Linked DNA regions of Mus musculus: region 1 is linked to region 2. A link is a contact called in public HiChIP or PLAC-seq data. All regions are on one chromosome and are shown on one strand. Each heading gives the region's core, a stretch centred on a gene start, on an enhancer-like site or on the middle of the called end of the contact. The rest is flanking DNA. Distances are from core to core; before and after follow the strand shown. Region 1 overlaps Gm12796 (a long non-coding RNA gene). Region 2 holds the start of Efcab7 (EF-hand calcium binding domain 7).

The links. HiChIP or PLAC-seq counts read pairs in DNA pulled down with a chosen protein or histone mark.
Region 1: an H3K4me3 HiChIP or PLAC-seq map of the 230-238 cell line shows a contact between it and region 2, with 8 read pairs. The contact joins the enhancer-like site here to the promoter of Efcab7 in region 2. A contact is called at or near these places in 2 of 39 promoter capture datasets (cranial neural crest and liver), 1 of 115 datasets of contacts at active chromatin or transcription factors (the 230-238 cell line) and 2 of 9 other capture datasets (adipose tissue and liver).

Annotation. Positions count from the first base shown.
Region 1 is chr4:101,289,691-101,294,623 of GRCm38.p6, reverse strand. It overlaps Gm12796 (a long non-coding RNA gene), which reads left to right. Exons shown (of 2, transcript XR_003955080.1): 1 at 1-1,539; 2 at 2,104-2,936. Among named protein-coding and RNA genes, the nearest start is that of Gm12796, 3.5 kb to the left of the region's middle. Within about 2 kb of position 1,968, at least 321 of the 459 cell types and tissues checked have an H3K27ac peak or open chromatin away from gene starts, as enhancers often do. A contact at or near this core is called in the 230-238 cell line, adipose tissue and liver, where this site is marked.
Region 2 is chr4:99,826,165-99,831,441 of GRCm38.p6, reverse strand. It overlaps Efcab7 (EF-hand calcium binding domain 7), which reads right to left and starts at 1,997. Exons shown (of 14, transcript NM_145549.2): 1 at 1,888-1,997; 2 at 1-49. The coding sequence starts at 48. Itgb3bp (integrin beta 3 binding protein (beta3-endonexin)) reads left to right here and starts at 2,284. Exons shown (of 9, transcript NM_026348.4): 1 at 2,284-2,359. The coding sequence starts at 2,355.

The sequences.
Region 1 (4,933 bases), core at 719-3,218, 1.5 Mb before region 2:
AAGGCAGTTGTGAGATGCCATCACATAATTCCTTCACAGCCAAGAGTTTTCGTTTGGGTTACATTATCACAACTGAGTTATAACCATCATTGTAGAAAGTTTTTTACAACCCATAAAAGAATCACTTCATTCATGATTCCCACTTTTGAAAAATGATTTATTTTATGATATGACAACCCTGTCACTCTCTTCAGACACCCCAGAAGAGGGCATTGGGTCCCATTACAGAGGGTTGTGAGCCCCTATGTGGATGCTAGGAATTGAAAACATGACCTCTGGACGAACAGTCAGTGCTCTTAACTGCTAAGCCATCTCTCCAGCCCATGATTACCACTTTTAATTTGGGTTCCTTTGATCCTCACATCTATTTGTTTGGCATCTGGTGCCCAAATTAAACATTTGTTATACATGGTCACCCTAGAAATGCCAAAGACAACACGCGAGCCTGTAAGTCTGTCCTTGTCCCGTATATTTTCAGACTGAATATTCTGAAAGATGAGCAGCAAATCTATTCCAAGCCTAAATGATCCAGTCCAGCATAGAGCAATTCACTTGACAATTCACTTCCGAAACCAGCTGGCACATCGGCAGAACACTGAACAGTTTAATCATCAAAGTAATGTTATTGGGAACTTGGCATTTTAGATCTGATCTTGGAGAAACGTTCGTGGTCCCTCTCTTTTTCATTAGGTATTTTGTGCGATATTTCGAGTGCTCTCAACTGGTGAAAATAACTGAAATGAGTAGCTGATACCTTCCCGGGACACTGCCAAATTTAGCCCTTTTAGGGGCTAGACTTATTGCTTCCTTTTGTAATGTGGAGTCAGGAGTTGCAGTGATTGCTAAGGAAGGCGCACTATTTTCTTAAAAGGAAACCATCCCCCACCTCGTCCTTACAACTACAACCCAGACATTGCCTGCAGTCTACATTAGCTAGGTGACTTCAGGCACACCATTTAATTTCTAGGTTTCCTGTCTCTAAGATAATGGCGTGGACTACTGACACAGTCTTCTGTATGCTGCCTCCACGCTTCCTGGGTCCACCGTCGGTGTCAGGGCGGATTCCTGAAGATCTGCAATACAGCTTCCCCCTCCTTCCTCTATGGCACATGCCTGTTTCTCCCCCACCCCCAAAACGTGCTGCTTGAAGGTATACCACGGAGAAGGGCCAAGTCAGCTGTAGCCACCCGGCGCCAGCCTGGAGCTGGTGGCTGCTGCGTGAACTTGCCCTTCTTTGACAAGTGCATTCTAGACGTTAAAGTGCGGCCCAGTCACCCGAAGAAATACGGCTTGGAGTGCGCCTGAGGTCGGGGCGGGGACGCCGCGGTTCTTTGCTAGGCTTGGAAACCTGGGAACCATTTCAGGCTGGGTGCGAGTCACGGGGCGATTGCACGGCAGGGATTGTGCAATGGGGCCGCGGCGGGGGACCCCGCAGGAAGTGGGGGAGGCGGCCACCGCGCTAACTCTTTACATCTAGCTTCCCAGCGGCTTCAGCGGGGTGCAGCCGAACCGGGGACCTTCTGCGGAGGGGATCAAAAGGTCCGCCTCCCCGCCGCCAAAGCTGGCCTGGCCCAGGACCCAGGGCTGCCCAGCGCCCGGTGCAGGCTCGCTGACATACGCCCGCGGGTTCCTGGGCGCTCCTCCGGCCGTAGATCCTGAGACATGCATACTGTTATTAGCCTCTCTTCGAAGTCCGGGGACAGGCTAGATATGGGACGGGTGGCTGAGATGCAAGTGTATAGGGCGTTGGCCCAGACCCGAAACTAAGTTCTGTTTCCGGTGGCTGTGTGTGTGCTTTTGGGGCCCTTAGGGTGGTATCATGGTATTTGTTGGAAGAGCTGGATAGCATTCCACAGATCTGGTCACTATTTTCAGTAAGATTTGGGGAAACAGAGGCACCAATTGAACTAGTTGCCAGTTATCCCAGCAGTAGGCTGAGGAGGGAGGATTGCAGCGAGATAGACACAGGCCAGCCTGGGGTGCACAGTGAAACTGAGAGACAGAGGAGAAAGGAGAGCGGAGAGAGATGGGGAAAGGAGAGAAGTGGGAGTTGAAATTACGAGTTTGCCCATCTAGGGGCTTACTTCGCCCTCCTTTTGGCAGAGCTCTCAGAAACATCTGGGCCTGGGTTTCCTGATAGTGACACCCGGCGGAGACCTGAAGTAGCCTCGATCGACGCTGGCTCTTGCAGGCGGAAGATCGAATTCAGTCCACAGAAAATTCAACGTAAGCCCGGTGTCATCTCACTAAACGACAGCTACAGCCGTCTCTTGGTCCCATTCTAGGGCTATTCTGGTCAGTTCGCGGGTCCACGCGCCACTGCCTTCCCTCGCGGCAGCTTCCGAGCAGCTCGGAGGCTGGAGCGTGACTTCTCAGCGGCAGGGCGGCGGTGGCGTGGGCGGGCATCTCCGGGAAAGCGAGCAGAGGAAGTGGAGTCAACGCGCAGGCCGCTTGCCAGCGCGGGCCTCGGGGACACAGCGTGGGGCTGCGGAGCTCCGAGCTGGCCTGTCTGCGCCTCCTGCAAACTCCAGGAACTGCTACAGCCCAGAGCAGCTGGTTCCAGCTGTGCAAAGTCCAGTAAATTGAGCTGAGCACAGCACGCTCCCTCTGAGGCGCCCTCCTGTAGCAGTTTCAGGGTGCACACGGAACTTTGGAGAAACATTTATCAGGAAAGCAAAATAGGCTAATGGGAGGATTTCTTTGTTTTAATCATAAAACCTTGAAAATTATCCCAGCTGTTTGGATAATCTTTTTTTAATCATAAAATGACTAGTCTTTAAAAAGTCAGGTAATTTTTTTCAAAACCTGAATGAAAAAAAAAATTGAAATGGCAGCACTCAGACCCACTAACAGCATGATTAATAACCGTACTACATGAACTCACAAGAACCAAAACATTTACTAACATTTTCTTGTTTAAATATTACTTTAAAAAATATGTTCCATGCATATGTTAATGATTACTATGCATTTTGCATTTACTTAACCAATGCCCCATCGAAGAACGTAAGGTTGTATATTGAATGATGATGTTTAAATAGGACTTTGGTGTTCAGCCTTGCAGCTCGATCTTAGAAGGCATTCTCAACTATTTACATAGATAAATTTCCTACAGGGTGTATTAATTGAGGGTTGATAAGCATTGCCCTCCCCCCAGGCCTGTCCTGCTTTATTGCTTTTTGCTCCTATTTCCACCAGTTTGCCCAGATTTTCCATACCGTATACTCACTAAGTATCTCTAAGTATCACACAACAAATATTCCAGGAGACAAAGTGCACCACAGCAGAGAAATCAATAAACGTTGTTGTCAGTGGTCTCACTAATGTTAAAGCCCTGTGCCGCCAGGTCCTGAGATTAAGAAAAGACTTGTTTCCAGATCGGCAGGTTTCAGGGAACAATACAGAAGAATGAGGAGGGCACAGTGGGCATTCTGGTGAAGAAACACAGTGCCCTAGGTGCCTGGTATGTGTTCATTGACTTGGGGAATGGCGTGTTGTCTTATGTAACTTCTTGTACTGAGAATAAACTAGGAAAGAGGGCAGGGACTCAAGAAAAAGATAGAGTTTGTTATGCTGAAGAAGAAAGGAGGGAGAGAAAGGAGGAGGAGAGAAAGAAAGAAAGAAAGAAAGAAGAGAAGGGAAGGGAAGAAGAGAAGCGAAAGAGAAAAGAAAAGAAAGGAAAAGAAAAGATAAGTTTGGGCTGCAAGTGTAGCTGAATGTTAGAGCTTTGTGTATGGGGTCTTGGGTTCAATCCCAGCCCCAGAATAAAATTTACATTTTATTCACATAGCAACTAAAAAGAGTAATTCAAAGATGATAGTGAAGCTGGATTTCATCACTTATCTTTGACTTCAGTGGACCCCATAACGTCCTTGCAGAGAGGAGAGGGAAATTTTAAAAGGACATTTCCCAGGAGTTTTGAGAACTACAGAGAATCAATCGATTTCACTGGCACCAGCCACCACGCCCATAACACTTAGACAGTATACAGTGTATATCACATTTGTAAATGTCTTTCCCCCTACCTTTAAAAACTTATTTAATTATTTGAGAGGTAGAGGCAAACGAAGTCTCAGAGTTCGAGGCCAGCCTGGTCTACTGAGTGAGTTCTAGGACAGCCAGGGCTACACAGAGGAAACCATGTCTTGAAAAACAAACTAACAAATGAATTGTTTTGTGTTTGAGATTTCGGGTGCTCTTGGAGTCTAGAAGTCTTAGATCCCCTCTAGAGCCATCCAGTGAACGTACCGGGAGTCAAACTTGGGTCACTGGAAGGGCAGTGCACACTGTTAACGGCTGAACCATTTCCAGCCTCTATTCATTTTTTTTAAGTTTTAAAAATGAAATCTTATATATTTATTTATTTACTTGTATGTATGTGTTTTGTGTGTGTATGTTTGTTTGTTTGTGTGTTTGTATGTGTTTTGTGTGTGTATGTATGTTTGTCCATGTGTTTGTATGTGTGTGCATGTGAGCATGTATGAGACCATGACTCTATGCATGGGAAAGTTAAAGGACAACTTAAGGGAGCCAGTTCTCTCCTATTATTTGAGTTCCGGGGATGGAGTTCAGATCATCAGCCTTGGTTGCAAGCACTTTTACCCAGGGAGCCATCTTTCTGGCTGGTACATACTTTTTTTTTTTTTTAATAAATGAAAGATAGCATGTTATATTTTCTAATGTGTAAGACTCCTCAAATGCAACCAATTGTTCTATAACACACACACACACACAAAGGGAACTCATCTGGCTGCTGCAATCATGTATATTATCCTTTTATCCTTTTCATGTGTCTTCTCATCACTAATGGATTGCCTTCCTCTTTAGCAAAGAAATAAGCACAGAGAACACTAGGTTTTAAAATATGTAACTGTCTCTCACTTGGGAAAGCTTCATTGATGTAGACTGTCAATATTCTCTTAAACCACGTTTG
Region 2 (5,277 bases), core at 748-3,247:
TGGGTTCTGAGTACCCAAAGCTGCATCACTTCCAGGGTTGCTGGCCATTCTGCTAGAAAAGAATGAATTTTTTTTTACTTTAGTCGTCGATGTAAATCACCTAAAATGCAAATGTGCCACCATGGGGTGGCGTACTAGGGTATTAAAGTTTGCATATATAGAATAAAAAAGATAAATATTATAACATCTCTATGAACTTAAATGTTAAGTAGAATAAGTCCTTAATAACTGATTTCTAATTATAGATGGATAGATATACACACTGTATATAATTTCTCAAATATACAATGATATCCTAAAGAACAATGATGTAGCATAATCCAAAAGAATCAGAACAAAGAAAATGCATACATGCATCATCTCAAAATAAGACTTCAGGGGAGACTTCACAGGGTTGTTAAGATTACAACAGTTCACAAATGTGAAACATACAGAATACTTCAGGACACACAAATGCTAAAGAAAACATACATGGAGTGAAATTCCCCAACAGTGAGGTTTTTTTTTTAATGCAAATCAACTGCAGTTGGATCCCCCCATAGCAGGATTAACTATCATTTCATTCACATTTCTATAATACAGCTCATGTCAAATCACTGGATATTTGAAGTTCCACCGATTACATTGAGCTTTATAAAGTTCCTTTACTAGTAATAATATTTAGTGTCTATACAGCATGTCTGCTCATAAGACATTAATATACAATCAAACGTCTTATTTAATCCTTTCTACACTGACCAGGCACTTTTTGTCCATTTTACAGATGATGAAATTGAGGGACAGAGATGTCACCCAGTCAGTGGTAATTTGTGAAATCTCAGTCATTTCTTCTTTTAATGTGAATGAAGGTTTATTGAACAAAGGCTACTATGCAGGGCAAAATTGTTCTGGTGGTCTAATGGCTTCCAACATTGCTTTATCCTGCGTTGACTTCTAAAAATACATTCCAATCTAATAAATTGAATAGTTCAAGTTGAACAATAAGATGACACAGGTAGGGTCCCCTTCAGGACTCATTGGATTCATACTCAGGAGGCCTAAATCACTGGCACCTTCTTGAATTATGTAGGTCTTTTACACTTGGGAAAGAAAGATAATAATCGCTTATCATGGATGAAGTACCCTATTTATAATACACAGACCGCCTGCCTGACACTTTCATATTACACCAGATTTAGAAGGACCCCATAGGGATGTGGTGTCACAGTCTGGTTACTGCAAATTGGTATCACCATAATTAAACATCGGTTTTAAACACATATGCGTGCGCGCCATCTCACAAACGGGAAAGAAAACTATTCCAATAAGGAAGAGCAAGCACTCGGCTTACAGCAAGCAATTTAAAAACATTTTTAAGGATCTTCAAGTGCTCCTTCCAAATGGGGTTATTCTCACATGAAAATCCCTGGACAGAAATGTTCCAGAATTCTATTCTTTCCCTTCCTGTGAAGACAGTCCAAACTGAAGCTTAAATAAATATATAATTGCACCCCTAGGGCTCGGAAACCACCTTTTATTTAAAATTCTAGCCCAAGTCTGAGACAGGGGCCTGGAGAGTATATTGTAGCAAACGGCTCCATAAATAACTAGGCACACAATAAGCAGGAAAAATAAACTGTTAAAAGCGCCTAAGGCGTCTAAAGGGCCAAATGAAAACAGAGAGCCATCCAGTCACCGTCGCTGCACCGTGAAACAGTCACAACTAATCCCAGACAAGCTCTCTCCGTTTTTTGTACTCCTCTGGCCACGATGCTGCATCCCCTTGTGTGTTTCGGGGCATGCACCGGCTCTTAGGAGGACACAGAAGTAAACGTAGCAGATGGGAGAGGCGGCCGCACAATGAAGAGCAGAGCGAGCGACAGAGCAAGAGAGAGGCTTGGTGGCTACCTAATTTCAGCTCACAAACCAAGAAGAGCAGCCAATTTTCGTTAGTAGATCCGCGAACCTCTCGGCGCAACCGGACAGACCTCCGCCTTTTTTAGATTACCATAGCAACTGCGCCTCGCCGCCACCGGAAATAAGAGGCAGAGCACCTTCCAAACGCTCCGACCAGAGATTTGTGGACCATTGACCGAGAGAGAACAGCCATGGCATTGTAGCTTATCTGTTGCGAGGCTGGCATGTCCACAATAGTGAGGAGGGTCGTGCGCTGCATGCGGCTGGGGCTAAATGGATTCTGGCCTTAGACTCCCTGCACCATTTCCTTGAACACGTTCAGGCTCTTTCTCGCGCGGAGACTGTTTCCGGCGAGCTGCATACGGGGTGACACCTCATCCAGCGCTTACTACGCGGGCTTTTTATGCTTCCGCGTTTGCGGTTTCTCAGTTGGTTCTGTCCAGCAACGGAGTCCCGAAATGCCGTAGGTATCCCTTCCCCAGACGTTGCTGTTTTGTGGGCCCTCTATGAGCAAAAAGAGTATACAGGAAGAGTATGCCGTCCCATGGTCACCTTGTCTTTTTTATTTCTATAAACTTTTCTCTGTTGACAGCGTCGGGATGCTTGGTATTCCCAACCTACCTCTACCCTTCCAACACTTCTTTGACTCTTAAAACTTCACATCATTGTGTAAGCTGCGGGCTAAATCTGAGTAATGTCTAACTTGAAATGACTAAGAATGAAAGAGTATATTAAGTAAACATTTCTCTGTAATTTGTAGAATTTTTAAATGCTTGTTAAGCATTTGTGTAGTGAGTTCTCTGAAACTCGGGAGAGATTTCATGGACTGAATGGATTTCAGGCACTGAAAGATTCTTAAGATTATCACTTAGCAACTCAGTAATAAGTGATTTACTTTTCTTACTTATAAAAATAAGCTTGAAAAAAGTAAAAAGTGGGTTTGTATTGGGTCATCTTTAAGTTACAGCCCAACCCCAATAATGTGATTACCGAAAATGACCATAGTAGAGATGGGTATTGTGCTAGACTGCTACCCTTCGGCTACCCTACATAGGCTATATAAAGCACAGTTAGCGGTTGTATAAACAGGTTTTTTTTTTTTTTTGTTTTGTTTTGTTTTTAAAAAAAACAGGGTCTTTTTAAAGAATTTGAGGGAGGAGGAAGACCTAACTCTTGTAATACTTCTTTGGCTACCCCCGTACCAGGCTGATTTAGGTACTTCCTGCTAGGGTAACATTTTCCTGTTTGAGTAAAATGCAAACTAAGATATTATCGGGGATACTTGTGTAAGATATGAGCTGACATAAAAGAAGGAGGACCTTCGGAAATAACAATATTTATTAACTCACCATTCTAAAAAGGTTTATCTTTTAATGCATTAGAAAAATGTCTATTATAACATTGCTGGCAAAGATGAGGGAACAAAACTTAAGCAGGAAAAGAATGAAAATGAATTTGGTGTGTAAACTATGTTCCTGATCTGTTTACAGAAGTGAGGAACCAAAATCTATTGGAAGTGGATATTTTTCTGGCAACTGGCAACTTTAATATATGAGTAGATGTTGTTATATTAGAAGAGTTTCATTAAGTACATTGACATCCCATATTTTTAGCAGTTGTGTTGGTTGGTCCATTTTTCTAAAGAATCAGGGGCTTGTATAACCCAGGCTGATCTTAAACTCACTTTGTAGCTGAAGAAAACAACAAACTTCTAATTTTCCGTCCACCTCCCCCAGTGCTGGGATTGCATACCGCCCACTGTTTATTCAGTGCTGGGGGTCCAACCTAAAGCTTTGTGTATAGTAACTGAGCACTGTACCTGATGAACTACATCCTAGACCCAGCTTTGCTGCTAATGTGTTTTAGCAAAGAGATTAAAGCCATCATAATAATTTCATGTATGAAGCATAGTCACGCTGTAGCGCAGTGGTTCTCAACCTGTGGGTTATGACCCCTTTGGTGGTCGAACAGCCTTACACAGGGGCCACCTAAGACCACTGGAAAATATAGATATTTACATTATGATTTATAACAGTAGCAGAATTAAAGTTATGAAGTAGCAACAAAATAATTTTATTAAAGGGTTGCAGCATTAGAAGGGTTGAGAACCACTGCTTTGGTAGCAGAGTTCCGTCTTCGTTAGTGAGATGCTTTGTTTTTAAATGTGATAAACTATGAAGTCAAAGTGGTACTAATAGAAACCTTGGGAAGTTCTTATAAAAGATAGCTAAAAAAAAAAAAAAACCATTTTTTTTATAATGTGGATGAGTGTTTTGCCTGCATGTATGTATATGAATCACTTACAACCTGGTACCCAGGGAGGCCAGGAGAGATCATCATGTGCCCCAGAACTGGAGTCAGAGATGATAATGAGCCACCATACCGTTGCTGGGAACTGAACCCCAGTCTTCTGTAAGGGTAGCAAGTGCTCTTAACTTCTGAGCCATCTCTCCAGTCCCAGAAACTGGACTGATTTTCAGTGATGTTGAAATGATGACGTTTTGGTATGCAATTGTGGAAAGGTGTAATCTGTACTCACTCATAATTTTCTTTATATTTGACTGGAAAATAACATTCTATTCTTTTTTTTTTTTTAAGAAAAGCAATTGGGGAAATAAGTGTAGCCTGAATGAATCTAAAATAAGTGGAAAGGAATAAATTAATGAAGATACAATGGTTAGGATTTTAAAAACAGTGACTGAAGAACAGATTCGTAGGAAGACTGCATACAGCCTTTAAGGTTTAAAGGCAAGCAAAATAAGCAGTTGTTTGGGCTTATGTATGCGTGTGCTAAGATCATAGCAAAAGCAAAAGATTATGTCCAATAGCAGGGGCATGGCATAGGATTCAGCTTAATGCTTGCTACATGGGGGAGGTAGGCTAGAGAAGGAACAGTCAGGTGTGCCCAGCCATGTTGGTGCTGCTGCTTCTTAGTGTGATGAAATCTTTGATTGCTTGCTTTTATAATTTGAATATCATTTTTTTAGTAGTAGGAATCACCACCAAATTAAATTGTTTTACGTTTTGTTTTGTTTGTTTTTGTTTAGATTTAGAGATTATCCATTTTATGTTCTCAGTAAGTATAGTTTCTCTAAGAGCCTTTGGCCCTTTTTCAAAAAGAGAAGCTGGTGAGTCAACTAATTGCTGCTCCTAATTTCTTTCGTCTCCCCAAGCAAATGTGCTCTTGTTTTCTATGTGTGTTCTCAAGCCAGAGGCAACATGATTAATCTAGGTTGCAACCTTGACTCTTAGACTTGAGGTGGAAAAATAACTTGGACTAAAACACCAGGGCTTTCAATCCTCATGAATAGAATAGTTGATCGAAAATATTAAGTGACTGATAAAGTTGCTGTTTAAAAAAAAATTATCCGAAGACGGATG